Regions from separate parts of the Pan troglodytes genome. Here region 2 is linked to region 1. Evidence: chromatin contacts called from public Hi-C data. All regions are on one chromosome and are shown on one strand. Each heading gives the region's core, a stretch centred on a gene start, on an enhancer-like site or on the middle of the called end of the contact. The rest is flanking DNA. Distances are from core to core; before and after follow the strand shown. Region 1 holds the start of FOXD2 (forkhead box D2). Region 2 holds the start of TAL1 (TAL bHLH transcription factor 1, erythroid differentiation factor).

The links. Hi-C and Micro-C count contacts between places; a contact is called where the count stands out from the background.
Region 2: a contact with region 1 is called in a Hi-C map of induced pluripotent stem cells, with 4 times the contacts expected there. The contact joins the promoter of TAL1 here to the promoter of FOXD2 in region 1. A contact is called at or near these places in 2 of 7 Hi-C or Micro-C datasets (both in induced pluripotent stem cells).

What each region holds. Positions count from the first base shown.
Region 1 is chr1:183,529,119-183,531,818 of NHGRI_mPanTro3-v2.0_pri, reverse strand. FOXD2 (forkhead box D2) reads left to right here and starts at 1,372. Exons shown (of 1, transcript XM_003954368.6): 1 at 1,372-2,700. The coding sequence starts at 1,586.
Region 2 is chr1:183,720,828-183,723,527 of NHGRI_mPanTro3-v2.0_pri, reverse strand. It overlaps TAL1 (TAL bHLH transcription factor 1, erythroid differentiation factor), which reads right to left and starts at 1,296. Exons shown (of 6, transcript XR_010146656.1): 1 at 533-1,296.

The sequences.
Region 1 (2,700 bases), core at 123-2,622:
TAATGAGGGTCACACAGCCTTGCTACAGCGGAGGCAGCTGGGATTCCGGCCTCGCACGCCCGAGCTTTGGCCACTGTGCGGCGCTGTCGGGGCAGCAGCCCAGGCATCCGCTCAGTTCCTGCTCACGTCCAGCGCCCATCTCCCCTTCCGTGCCCCAGAGGCTGAAATGGGCCCAATCTGTGTTGAAGCTGCTTGTTTCTGGGTCCTGGAGGGAGGCCGGGGGAGAAAGAGGTCTAATAGGATGGGCAGGAACCCGGCTAGCGAGAAACAAGGCACAGGGCCAACCTTAGTTGCACAAGACTTTTGAGAGATGAAGGCAACACTTGGTGGAGGTCAGGGTTCACTGAGGGGGTGTCGGGCAGGGGGCGGAGGAGGTCCTGCCGCCTGTCGGTGGGGCCCAGAACCCTGGGAGCCAGGAAGGTGGGGGGTGTCCAGTCCTCAGGGCAACTGGGGCCAGGGAGAGGGGAGGGAGAAATTAAGCGGATTCCCAGGCCCATGAACAGACATCCAGACAAATGCCGTTTCCACAGAGACTCACGGAGAGTGAGATAGTCACAGAGACTGAGACAAACGGATGCCGAGATCGAGAGGGTCGGAGAACAGGCAAACTCGGAGCAGTAGACCGGCCCGCGCCCCGGGAACGCGGCCACAGCGGCCGGCGCTCTGCCCGGCCTCTCCGCGCGGAGAGGGGTGGCGGGCCCGACAGCGGAGGGAGGAGAGGGCGCCGCCGCAATCTCACCTCTCCCAGGCCCAAGGCTGCGGGCGCCAAGTTCGCTCCTGGTGATCACTCGAATGCGTCTCCCCTCGGGCTGGAAGCCGTGCGGGCTCGGGTGGGCGCCGGCGGGCCGCGCTGGGGCGGCGTGGGTCCCGGCGTCTCAGCCTCGCGCTCCCACTGCGCTTCGGCCCGGTGGCCCGGGCGCCGCCTTGGGGAGAGGACAGGTGGGGACCGCCGCCACTTCCCTGGCTGCGGCTGGCGCCCGAGTGAGCCTTAACATCCAGGGGCTGAGCGTTCTGAAGGCGGCGGCTTCAGGGAGCACACGGTGCAGGAGCGGCGGCGAAGACAAGGGCCCGCCTCCGGCCACTCGAGCCCAGCTCCCGCCGCGGCGGCGGTTTGTTCCCGCCGGGTCCCTCAGCGGAGGCGCTACGCCCGCCCCTGTCGCCTCGCCCCACCCCGCCCAGGGAGCTCCGCCCTAGCCCGCAGCTCTTCCGCCTTAGGCAGCCGCTAGGCGGGAGGGACAATCCCCAACCACCAACCACTGCCACCCCGAGAGGACTAGGGGCTGAGGCCCGCCCAGGTAAGGGAAAGCCTCAGCTCCTTCCGTTGCGCCCCAGCGGCGGGTCCCAGCTCGGATTCCCGGGGTAGTGGCGGGGGCCGCCGGCGGGTCGTGCCCTGGAAGGTGAGCGCGGCCGAGCTGGGCCGCCAGGGGGCGCTGCGGAGCCGGGGGACACCCCTCCCTGCCTGCCTCAGTCCCCCGCCCCCTCCCCGCCCGCGCGCAAAACGCACTCGCCCCAGAGGCAGCGCGGCCGAGCCCGAGCCGCTGCCGGAGCGGAGCCGGAGAGTGGCGGCGGCGGCGGCAGCGGCACCATGACCCTGGGCAGCTGCTGCTGCGAGATCATGTCCTCCGAGAGCTCCCCGGCCGCGCTGTCCGAGGCCGACGCAGACATAGACGTGGTGGGCGGCGGCAGCGGCGGGGGGGAGCTCCCAGCTCGCTCCGGGCCCCGCGCCCCCCGGGACGTGCTCCCCCACGGCCACGAGCCTCCCGCGGAGGAAGCCGAGGCAGACTTAGCCGAGGACGAGGAGGAGTCTGGTGGCTGCTCGGACGGCGAGCCCCGCGCTCTGGCGTCCCGGGGGGCGGCGGCCGCAGCGGGGAGCCCGGGGCCAGGCGCGGCGGCGGCCCGCGGCGCAGCGGGGCCCGGGCCGGGACCGCCGTCGGGGGGCGCGGCGACGCGGAGCCCGCTGGTGAAGCCGCCCTACTCGTACATCGCGCTCATCACCATGGCCATCCTGCAGAGCCCCAAGAAGCGGCTGACGTTGAGCGAGATCTGCGAGTTCATCAGCGGCCGCTTCCCCTACTACCGGGAGAAGTTCCCCGCCTGGCAGAACAGCATCCGCCACAACCTCTCTCTCAACGACTGCTTCGTCAAGATCCCCCGCGAGCCGGGCAACCCGGGCAAAGGCAACTACTGGACGCTGGACCCGGAGTCGGCCGACATGTTCGACAACGGCAGCTTCCTGCGGCGCCGCAAGCGCTTCAAGCGGCAGCCCCTGCCGCCGCCGCACCCACACCCGCACCCTCACCCGGAGCTGCTGCTGCGTGGCGGGGCCGCGGCGGCGGGGGACCCCGGCGCTTTCCTGCCCGGCTTCGCTGCCTACGGCGCCTACGGCTACGGCTACGGGCTGGCTCTCCCAGCCTACGGCGCACCCCCGCCGGGGCCGGCCCCGCACCCGCACCCGCACCCGCACGCCTTCGCTTTCGCCGCGGCAGCCGCCGCCGCTCCTTGCCAGCTGTCGGTACCCCCAGGCCGCGCCGCCGCGCCTCCACCCGGACCTCCGACGGCCTCGGTGTTCGCAGGCGCGGGATCGGCCCCAGCTCCTGCGCCTGCCTCAGGCTCGGGCCCGGGCCCGGGCCCCGCAGGCCTGCCCGCCTTCCTGGGCGCGGAGCTGGGCTGCGCCAAAGCCTTCTACCCGGCGTCCCTGAG
Region 2 (2,700 bases), core at 47-2,546, 190 kb before region 1:
TTCGGCCTCGGTCTCGGATGCGACGGGTATCAGACCCAAGCGGCAACGTCGCTCACCCGAAGAGGGGGCGGGAAAATCTTCCCTGGAGGTGATCCCGAATGTCCCCACCCGAGGCTCGAGGCCTGGTGAATGTGCCCATTGTCCTTTCGGGGCCTCTCCCTTGGAGCCCGGCGGCCGCACCCACGAAACTGACCAGAAATGGACGAAGCCGGAGTGCAGCGGGAACCGAAGCCCGCAGCTACCGGCTCGAAGGCGCCGGCCTCGGCGAGCGCTGCTCAGCTTCAAGCCTGGAGGAGCCTCCCACTCACCAACGAACCCCTCAAACACCAAGGCACAGGCGGGCCTCCGGGCAGAGCAGCCGCCGACCGGGCGCTGTCCGCCCACCCAAGCCAACAACTGGCTCCCGAATACATCATAATTTGGAATAAAATGTGAAATCCCGCTCCCCGCCCCCATGCCGCCGCCCCCACCAGCGCCTCGATCTCTCGCTCGCCCTCCCCCCACTCCCGCCCCCAGCGATTTGCAAACGCACCTCTAAAGGACACAGGCACACAGGCATACAACTCAGTGCGGACAGGACCACACAGGGTCCAGCCCCACAGAAGGGCAGCAAACAAACACCACCTAGCACTGCCCCAGAAGCCGACTTGGTCAGCCCCGCACACTGCCCAACAGGACACAACGAAATCAGTCAAACGCAGCGGCTCACGGACACACAATCCAGCACAGTCGGGATCACACACGCCCGACATAACGACGACACCACCCAAACACAGTCGCAGGGGCCACACACCCCCACACACAGAACCAGATCCCTGCTGAGAACACCAACGGAGCACAATCGTACGCAACGAAGAAAACGCAGAAGGGCCTCGAAGGGTCCACATCTACACACCCCAACCGCGCAGGCACACCACACTCGGACACAGAGCCTGTCGCCAAGAAGACCACACTTAGAAGCAGCCAACGCCGCCCACAGTTCTCATGAACGCACTCTCACAATCCCACCGCATGCACACAACCACGAAGAAGAAATGAAAACCAACCACAGCCTCGCGCATTTCTGTATATTGCGTAAGGAAAAGGGGGAAGGAAGGAAGAGAGTCTCCGAGGCGGGAGGGGCGGCGGCAGCCGGGGCGGGGGCGTCCGTGGAAAATGCCCCCCCACCCCCCTGCCATCGAAAGGAACCGAGGGAAAGGGAGCGAAGACCTCTTTTGCGGACGTGGGGAAAAAGAGGAGGAAATTGATGAAGAATTCGGTGGGAGGCCGCGGGTTGCTTTTCCCCTAGAAAAAGGCCAGAATGCTCACGTTTTTCCGCTACGGGGGTACGCGTGTGGCCATTTTGAGGCCCGGTCCTGAGCGGCGGCGGCCCGGCCCCTCCCGCGGCCCCCGCTCCCCCGCCCGCCCCGCGCCCGCCCCGCGCCCGCCCGGCCCCTCCACCGACGCGCTGTAATCCCACTCACGTTCCAGGCCTCGTTAGCATGGGCCGAGGCGCGCCGGGGCCGTGTGCGCCGCAGAGATAAGGCACTGCCGCGGGTCCGCCCGCCCCCGATAAGCGCCTCGGCCATTATGGGCCAAATGATTCATTTTAATTTGGCAATTTCACCAGAGGGAGTGGGGACTGGTTGAGCGGCGCTAGGACCGGCTCCGGAACGCGCTGCGGGGAGCGTTGGACGCGCTGTCTAGGACCCAGCAGATCCAGCCCCCATCTCGAATCCCAAGGCCTCTCAGTAACCCCAGCTTCCCACAACCTCAGTCCCTTAACCTTTCAGACACCTTTCTTCAGCGACTCTCACCCCAGCACTCTGTCCCTACCTCTGAAGACCACCATGATACCAAAATCGTCACCTCCCAGGGCTTCTTTCTTATTCTTCCTCCAGTGTCCCAGACACCCAGATTTCAATGGGCAGTCTCCCTATCCCAGAAAGCTCCCCAGCCCTTCCCTACCTCTTCACCCCCTTCTAAAATAGAGCCGGTAACTCAAATCCATGGGCTCTACGGCAGCCTGGCAGAACCCCTGTCAATAGGGACATAAAATGCCTATTCTGCTAGGTTTCAGGCTGAGCCCAGAGCCCAGGAACACTGCTCCCCACATGGTATTTTAAAAAAAAAAAAAAAGTTTAATCTAGCGACTGTAACACTATTCTAGGCATTCTGCAAATACTAATCTACTCTTCACAAACAATCCTGAGAAGTTGGATCCTTAATTTACAGAAGAGAAAACTGAGGCACAGAAAGTCAAAGTAACTTTTCGAATGATACATAGCTAGTGCTTGGTGGAGTCCGCCTTGGAAGGAAATTTGACACGGAGTCTTCTCTGCGGCTCAGCTGATGAAGAGGGGCAGCCAAAACCTAGCCAGGGAAAGGGACCTGGGCTCAACTCATTGCAGAGACCAGGGTCTTTACTGTGGGGTAGAAATCTGAGTTCAGTGCCAGCTGGATGATGCGCTCAGCCCACGGAGGTCTCTGGGTTCATTCTTTCATGGTGGAGTGGAAAGAACACATGTTCGAATTTTAGTCACTGATCTCTGAACCTCAGTTTTCTCATTTGTAAAATGGGGAGATAATGTCGACGTCACAAAGTTATGAGAACTAACTTATATGACCTTTAAAAGGTGGTGGTGAGGATAATAATGTATGGAACGTCACTCAGTCCATAGCCCAGGAAAACATCATATGCACTTGCATGGGAGTTCTGGT